2 separate regions of the Sus scrofa genome follow, and region 1 is linked to region 2. The links are chromatin contacts, called in public promoter capture Hi-C maps. All regions are on one chromosome and are shown on one strand. Each heading gives the region's core, a stretch centred on a gene start, on an enhancer-like site or on the middle of the called end of the contact. The rest is flanking DNA. Distances are from core to core; before and after follow the strand shown.

Region 1 (4,645 bases), core at 1,583-4,082, 42 kb before region 2:
ACAGCCACAGTAACACCGGATCTGAGCCATATCTGTGACCTAGACCATAGCTTGCAGCAATGCCAGATCCTTATCCCACTGAGTGAGTCCAGGGATCAAACCCACATCCTCACTATGTCAGGTTCTGAAGCCACTGAGTCACAGTGGGAACTTCTGACCACCCTTTTTATTCAATAAAAATTTGTGGGGCATCCAGCCCATGCTATACTTTGGAGGATGCAGAGATAAATAATGGATCTGATTATCTTCAATGTTGCACAATTTTATTTTTATTTATCTAGTTCAGGATATACTTGCTTCTTAGAACTGTGGATTCACGTTTTTTATCAGTTCTGGAAAATTCTCAGCCATTATTTCTTCGAAGATTGCCATTCCTCCGTTCTATTTCTTCTTTTGAGATTTTTAATACATATTCAATGTATCTTAACCACTTTTCCATATAACAATCTCTTTGTCTCTTTGTACTGTGTAATTTCATTTGATAAATCTTTCAGTTCAATAGTTCTATCTTCAGCTACATCTAATATGCTAAGTTTTTATTTTTATTTTGGAAATTACCTTTATTACATTTTTAATCCTAAAAGTTGCATCTTTTGTTTTACTTTTCAAATCTACTTTTTCATTCCTGATACTCTCGTTTTGCATACTTATATTTGTGATTGCAGATTTTATTTCTTTAAACATTTCACAAAGGGCTAGTTTATAGTCTGATTTTGACAATTCCAATATCTGAAATTCTTGCAGGTCTGAATCTTTTGTTTTTTGTGGTGGTATACTGTATTTTCCAAAGATAGTCCTGGAGGGGATGGAGACCAAGGTCAGTCACTTGGGAGGTGGTCAGCCATGCCTGTGGGACTGACTCCTGATAAAAAGCCTGGATACCACAGGTCACGTGAGTGTCCCTGGCCCGGGCACTCCATGTTTGTTTTCATGCGTTGTTGCTGGGAGAATTGAGTGCTGTTCACTAGGCTCTGCAGGGAGAGAGCAAGAAGAAGCTTGTCCTGGTGTCTCCAGTACTGTGGGCTTCTTCCCTTTGCTATTTCTTATTATGGCTATACCCTTGGCATATGGAAGTTCCCTGCGCAGGGATTGAATCTGAACCACGGCAGCTGAAAAGATCCTCTAACCCACTGTGCCAGGCCAGGGATCAAACCTGCACTTCTGCAGTGACTTGAGCAGCTGCAATGGGATTCTTAACTCACTGTGCCACAGTGGGAACTCCCTCCCTTTGCTATATTAAATTTTAAAAATATTTTTATCTATTTATTTTTTGGCCACATTCATGGCATGCGGAAGTTCCCAGGCCAGGGATTGAACCTATGCCACAGCAGCCACCCAAGCCACAGCATTGACAATGCCAAGTCCTTAACTACTGGGCCACCAGGGAACTTCTCTCTTTGCTCTTTTTAATCTGTATCCTTTTACTCTAATAAATCATAACCATGAGGAAAAAGCTTTTCTGAGTTCTGTGTGTCCTTCTACCAAATCCATGAACCTGAGGTGGTTTGGGGGATCCCTTAACACAGGGGTGATTAATGGCATATACCAACAGGAGCAGAGGCACCAATGAGATTGGACATACACAGCACTTAATGACCACAGCCAGTAGGTATGGAGCATATACTGTGTACCAGGCTCTGAGTTCCATGGGCTCCCAGGATCCTCATGACAACTCCATGAAACCGATACTGTGATTAATTTCTTACTTTTACTTTATTATGAATTGTACATTCAAAAGTATAAATTGTAGATGTATGGCTTTAAAAATACTTATAAGTGAACAATGATGAATCATAATCAGAATTCAGAAAAAAGACACAGAAGCCCCCATAAGCTTCAACCCAGTTACAACTCCTCCAATTCCTTGAGCTAAACACCTCTCTAACTTTTGCGTGATAAGGATTTCCTTGCTTGTCTTTTCTTTATAGTTTGACCACCCACGTATGTTGCCATTTCATTGTCCATGCTTTGGAGTTTATTGAATAGATTAATACAGCATATTCCATTTAGTCGTTGTCTGGCTTCTTCTTTTTTTTTTTTTTTTTTTTTTTTTTTGGCCACCCCTTGGCATATGGAGTTCCCAGGCCAGGGATCAGATCTGAGCTGCAGTTTCAACCTATGGTGCAGCCGCAAAAACACTGGATCCTTAACCCACTATGCCAGATTGATGATCAAGCCTGCATCCCAGAGCTTCAGAGATGCAACCGACCCCATTCCCACCACAGTGGGAACCCTGTGGTTGGTTTCTTTCATGAAATATTACATATGTGAGATTTATTTGGGTGGTTGTGTGTATCAGTAATTTATCCTTTTCATTGCTGTATAGTACTCCATTGTATGAATATACCACAAAGTCTTCATCCATTCTCCACTCGATGGAAATTTGAGAGGTTCCCATTTAAGGTTATTACAAATAGTGCTGCTGTGAACATTTCTTCCTGTATAGGTTCCCTTATGCTCAAGTTCAAGTTCTCCGGGATATATACTCAGTATGGAACAGATGGGTTAAATGTTACATGCATTTTCAAATTTGTTCAATAACACTATATTTGTTCCCACTTTAAGATGAAACAATTGCAACAAAAGAGATTTCCCAAGATCACAAAGCCACACTGTCTTGTTCCCAGAGCTCACTCTTCCTTAACACTCGCTGGTACATGATGGGCACCTAATAATCGTGAGCTGTTATGCCGACGGTCATTGGGGGCTATTATTGGGGGTTGCCTTTCCCATACCCATTATTCTGAACTCTGTCCCTATAAGTTAATAATTAACTACCCCCCCCCCAAAGAGCCTGTGATCCTAAAGATTTGCCTTTCCCTGGGTACTGCCTGGTTAATCAGTCACTGCCCCTGGCCGGGCAAGGGGCACTTGGTAAACTTGCTACCTCCAGAGCCCCCTGACCTGGTGTGGAAGCGGTGAAGGACTCCTGATGCTCCGGACCTGTCGTGCGCTCTGCTCGCAAGCCAGCCCCTCCCCTGGGGGCTGGCAGCCCCCGAACTTTGATGGTGGGGCCTTTCACCTCAAGGGCACAGGAGAACTGACCCGGGCTTTGCTGGTGCTACGGCTGTGTGCCTGGCCCCCTCTGGTCACCCATGGCCTGGCGGTGAGCAGTGACTGCGGGGATGGGCCTAGGGGACACCCAGGGCCAGGCTCTAAGGCCTCGCTCCCTGTTACCCCAGCTCCAAGCCTGGTCTCAGCGACTCCTGGGCTCCCGGCTCTCGGGCGCACTTCTCCGAGCATCCATCTATGGGCAGTTTGTGGCTGGTGAGACCGCAGAGGAGGTGACGGGCTGTGTCCAACAGCTCAAGACCCTAGGCCTCCGGCCCCTCCTGGCAGTGCCCACTGAGGAGGAGCCAGACTCAGCTGTCAAGACTGGGTGAGTAGGGGGCCAGGGCCCAGGGGGGCGGGAGGCTGGGAAGGAAGGGGGTTAGTGGGCTCAAGCCCTGACGCCTGCTGGCTGGGCAGTGAGGCCTGGTATGAGGGGAACCTCAGGGCTATGCTGCGATGTGTGGACCTGTCACGAGGCCTTCTGGAGACCCCTGGCCGAACTGGAGACATCCTCATGCAACTGAAGATTACAGCGCTGGCCAGCACTCAGCTCTGTGTAAGGGAGGGGCAAGGGGGGAGGGGGGTGTTGTTGCCCACCAGGTCCCCCTCACCCCCCACTACCACCCCATTCCAGAAGGAGCTAACCTCATGGGTCAGAAGGCCAGGGGATTCCTTGGAGCTGAGCCCCAAGAGACTGGCTGAAGCCATGGACTCTGGGCGGGTAAGGACCTCAGGCTGGGAGAGATGGAACGACTAGTGGGGGATGTGGAGGCGGCAGGCACCTGCCAGGGGCGTGTGCAAAACATTAAGGAGTTCCTGTTGTGGCTCAGCAGGCTATGAACCTGACTAATAGCCATGAGGATGCGGGTTTGATCCCTGGCCTCGATCAGTGGGTTAAGGATTGGGTGGTGCTGAGAGTTGTGGTGTAGATTGCAGATGATGCTTGGATCTGGCATTGCTGTAGCTGTAGTGTAGGCCAGCAGCTACAGCTCCGATTCCACCCCTAGCTTGGGAACTTCCATATGCCATCAGTGTGGCCCCAAAAAACCTCCGAAAACAAAACAAAAAAAACCCACCAAGCCATTTAACTACTTCTACTTCCAAGGTTAAAAAGATCTGAATAAATGTGGCTACAGCCCTGGGGCATGGCTGGAATGAATAGAAAGAACATGGGTCACCTGGGGATTTTAGGGGAGGGGCCTGGGGGCTGCCGAGCTCCCAGAGGCGGGATGGAGATGGCAGCTCTTCAGCAACTAGAAGCAAGTACTCAATCTTTTATCAATCAACTCAGCTCTGCTGGTGCGTGCTGACTAGCTGGGAGCTATGATTAGACCAATAGGCTTTTGGTTCATTCATTCACTCATTCATTCTTTCATTTCTTCTTCATTTCCAAATCATACCCTCCCTGCTATTGGCAACCACTCCATCCTGTATAATGTGAATTTCTTTGTCATCGTGATTTTATTTTGCCAAGTATATGCTATTTGGGGGCATATTTTCTCAACATTTTATTATGAAAAATTTCAAACATATGGAAATGTTGAGGAGTTCTTGTTGTGGTGCAACGGGATTGGCAGCATCTCTGGAGCACTGG
Region 2 (4,464 bases), core at 1,389-3,888:
GGTGTCTGGACAATCACAGCTCCCATCTTATCAGTCTTCCCACTTCCACCTCTTGCTTCCCCCCAGCTTCTTCAGAGCAAGAGCCAGTATATCTCACAAAACACAAATCTGCCTGTCTCTCCACAGATCATGGAGCTTCGGCAGCTCCCTGTTGTCTTTAAGATAAAATCTAAATCCTCTGGTGTCTGTTTACCTCTCCAGCCTCATCACTTCCCATTGCCTCCATTCTCAGAGCTCTCAAACTTCCAAGAGTCCAACTAAAGCACCATCTTCTCATTTCCTTCTAGACCTTTGCAAAGGCTGTTCCTCCTGCATGGCATACTCTTCCTCATCCTTTTCCCGTCCCCTCACTCTTTCATCAGGTCTCGACTCTCAGGTTCCCTCCTCTCCAAAGTTCTCACTGACCCCTCAGGTGGTGTCAGGCCCCTTTCCTGGACTCCCACATCCCCAGAGCCACCCCTATCCTAGGCCTGACGATGTTGCCTGAGCTTTCCTTAATCACAGCCCTGAGCACTCTGAGATGTCACTGTCTGGCGACAAGTCCATCTCCCCCACTGGACAGGGACTGAGTCCCTCATCCCCCAGCATTGTCCAGCACTGAGCTGAACACAGAACTGATGCTCCTCACAGCTGGGGTGGTGCCTGATTCCTCTCTGGGTCTCAATGCCCAGTGCCAGCTCAGTTGCACAGCAGGGGCCGGGGAAAATCTGATGAATAAATTAACCATCTGCCAGCTGAGGATTCCCCAGACTGGGCTCTAGCCTCTCCCTCCTCCAGATCCCTACAACCCTGACTTCATCCTTTGGGTCTCACCCTTAGGTCTGGGTGAGACTTCAGCCCCTTCAGCCCATGAAGCTCCCACAGGCGGGATGGGATCTGACTCTGCCTGGAGCAAAGGGGCTACACAGAGGTCTCAGTGAATATTAAGTGAGCAAATAAGGGAATGAATAGATGAATGAGCAGGAGCAGCATGGTGGGAGAGGGAGACCGCGTGGGAGGGTGGATGAGGAAAAGAAGATGGAGAGGACCCAAGGATCACATCAGGGGTGGTACAATGCAGGCTTGGGATTGGGACGGAGTAAAGAGGAAGGGAGCAGCTGCAGAGGCTGAAGTAAAGGTTCAGACTCGTGGAGGGGAAGGGAGGGGTAGTTGAGAGGCACGGGGCGGGGGGAGATTGACTAGAAGGAAAAGAAAAGGGTCAGGCGGAGGATGGAGCCGGGTGGGGGTGGGGCTCAAGAATGAAAAAGGGACTGGTGGTATGAGGAGGAGGAGGAGGAGGAGGCGGCTAGGCAGGGGAGGGGTGGAGGTTGGGATGCGGATGCTGAGGATGGCTCTGGGATACGAGCTGGTGAAGGACCCAGAGAGCCTTAGCAGGCCCCTGCGGGGGCCACTTAGAGGATGCGAGGTCCTTCCCTGGACCATCCCTTTTTCCTCCCAATTTTGGGTCTTCGTCCACTGTCACCCCCATCCAGGGCGTGGAAGGGGGTATGCGTGCCGAGGGGGCGGGGCCGGGGTAAGGGCTGTGGCCCAAGACCAGGGCAGGGGACTAGACCCACCACGGTGAGGGGTGAGGGGTGAGGGCGGCGCAGGCCGAGGGCTCGGGCGGGGCCGGGGGCGGGGCGCGCGGGGCGTGGCCGCACGCGGACAGACTGATGCGCCGACAGACTGACGGCCGCATGGGCCCCTCACCACCATGGTCGCGTAGCCTCCTCAGGCACCGGCCGCGCTGGACCCCTCGATCGTCGTCCTCGTCGCGGATGCCGCCGCCATGGCGACACAAAGGGGAGGGCGCGAGCCGCGCGCAGGCGGCTGCAGGCCCCGCCCCTAACGGCTGCCGGTGGCTCAGGCGCGCGCGCCCCGAGGGACGGGAGCTACGGGAACGCGGCGCTGCTTCTCATTGGCTCCACTTTTGGCCTTAGGGCGACGCCCCACCCACCATGCAGCTTCTCATTGGCTTCGACTTGGGTCCCACCCCAAGTTCTCTCTGGTCCCTCCCCGCGAAGTTTGACAGCGCCACGCCTATGCATGCTTTTCATTGGCCGTCATTCCCCTCCTGAGACACACCCCCAGGTTCTTTATGCTCCGCTTACACATTTCTTATGCTAAGCGGTGGACCCTCCCTTTAGTCCATTGTCAAAAGGTGACTGCTCCTCTGACACTCTTTTAACTGGATTCTCCCATGGCCGCAAGGTTTTTCTTTATCCCCTAAGCAGCTCTTCAAAGTCACTGGTCAGTCCTGCCCCTGCGCCTGCTAAAAACACACTAAGAACGTGGATGGCCCCTGGTTGTTTTTCACTGGCTCAGATGACTTGACTGGGACATAACCCTAGACACTCTGCGACTTAGGCTCCCCCTATCCACTGGATATTTTCCTTGCTACCTCCTCTACCGCTTCTTACAGGCTGGCCTCTAGTTTGTCTCCTTTTTCCTAGGAACAAATTTAGCCAGCATGCCAAACATGACCACACCACTCATAAAGCCAGTCTCAATGGTTTCTCCCATTGACTGAGGTTCAGAAAATACTCTGTAACAACGCTCTGTCCAAGAGGACTTTCCATTGGTCCTCAACAAGGCTCTCACCTCAGAAGGTATATATATATTTTTTTCCACCTTTGGCATATGAAAGTTCCTAGGCTAGGAGTCAAATCAGAGCCACACCTGCTGGCGCCACAGTCACAGCAACGTGGGATCCAAGCTGCATCTGCAATCTACACCACATCCCACCACAACACTGAATCCTGAACACACCAAGAGAGGCCAGGGACGAACCTGCATCCTAAAGGATACTAGTCAGATTCATTTCTGCTGAGCCACAACAGGAACTCCCAGAAAGTACATTCTTGATCCATCCACTCATTCATTCAAAAACTGGTCACTTAATTTGTGGATATAACAGTAACCAAAACAAGGGAAAAGATACCTTGCCCACATGGAGCTCAAAAGCTAGTGAGAGGAGTTCCCGTCGTGGCGCAGTGGTTAACGAATCCGACTAGGAACCATGAGGTTGGGGGTTCGATCCCTGCCCTTGCTCAGTGGGTTAACGATCCGGCGTTGCTGTGAGCTGTGGTGTAGGTCGCAGACACGGCTCGGATCCCGTGTTGCTGTGGCTCTGGCATAGGCCGGCAGCTACAGCTCCGATTGGCCCCTAGCCTGGGAACCTCCATATGCCACGGGAGCTGCCCAAAGAAATAGCAAAAAGACAAAAAAAAAAAAAAAAAAAAAAAAAGCTAGTGAGAGAAGACAATTAACAAAATAAGAATTTTAAAATATAGAATATTAGGTGATAAGTGCTATGGATAAAAAAAATTAAGCAGAGATTGGGGAAAGGGAATGCTGAGAGGACAAATTACAGCTACCTATTGGTTGAATTTGCTGATCTCACTTCCATAATAGGGATTTCCCACATGCTTGGAGTTCCCTCTGCCTGGAATATTTCCCGGCCCCCACTAAACATGACTGCAAATTCCTTCACACTCCCCTCATGAAAAGGTAGAGTCTATCTCCCCTTGCCCTTGAATCTGGGCAGGATTACGACAACTTCAGTCAACAGAGAATAGGAATGAATAGGAATGGACACTATGTGATTCAAAGGTTAGGTAGTGAAAGGCAAAGCGGTTTCCTCCTTGACCACTGGAATGACTAGCTCTGGAGCCTTGAGGTGTCATGTGAAAAGTGGGTAGTCATTTTTTTGTTTGTTTTGTTTTTCTTTTTTGGCCACCCCACAGGCATATGAAGTTCAGGAGCCAGAGATCAGATTCGAGCCACAGCTGTAACCTATGGCACAGCAGTGGCAACACAAGATCCTTTAACACACTGTGCCGGACTGGGGAGTGAACCTGCGTCCTGGTGCCACAGAGATAACACTAATCTTGTTGTGCCACAGTGGGAATTCCTGCAGTGGTCATGTCATGTCTTGAGGAAACCTAAGCCACATGGAGAGACCTTGTGTAGGCACTACAGGCCATAGGTCTAGCTTGGAGTCATTTGATCCCTAATGCCAGACTTGAGAGTAAGGAAGCTCCAGAGAGTCCACTCCCAGCTATCAAGCCACCTTCCTCTTCCCAGTTGAACCCCTAGACATCATGGGGCAGAGACAAACTGTCCCCAACTGAGCCCTATCCACATTTCTGACTCACAGAATCCATGAGCATAATGTAATGACTGTTTCATGCCACTAAGTTTTGGGGGTGGCTTGTAACCCAGAAATAGTCATTAGGATGGCCCTTTGTCAACTATGAATTCCTGGCACCGCTCAAATGTAATTTCCTCAATAAAACTTCTAGGCCCCGCTCACTGCCCAGCTAAATCAGATTCTGCTACTGTAAACATCTTTTCCTCCTTATATTGAAACAGATCTTCTTGATTTTATATAAATGTATGGTTTAAATACACACAACCAGCAATGCAGGATCCAAGCCATGTCTGTGGCCTACACCACAGCTCATGGCAATGCCGGATCCTTAA

What was found. Promoter capture Hi-C pulls out the DNA fragments that hold promoters and counts their contacts.
Region 1: a contact with region 2 is called in a promoter capture Hi-C map of liver, with 2.6 times the contacts expected there. The contact joins the promoter of PRODH2 here to the promoter of ARHGAP33 in region 2. A contact is called at or near these places in 1 of 5 promoter capture datasets (liver) and 4 of 47 Hi-C or Micro-C datasets (embryonic fibroblasts, epiblast stem cells and liver).

What each region holds. Positions count from the first base shown.
Region 1 is chr6:45,238,624-45,243,268 of Sscrofa11.1, reverse strand. It overlaps PRODH2 (probable proline dehydrogenase 2), which reads left to right and starts at 2,832. Exons shown (of 21, transcript XM_021097118.1): 1 at 2,832-3,106; 2 at 3,183-3,379; 3 at 3,469-3,607; 4 at 3,686-3,772. The coding sequence starts at 2,933.
Region 2 is chr6:45,196,831-45,201,294 of Sscrofa11.1, reverse strand. ARHGAP33 (rho GTPase-activating protein 33) reads right to left here and starts at 2,638. Exons shown (of 21, transcript XM_021097107.1): 1 at 1,690-2,638. The coding sequence starts at 1,695.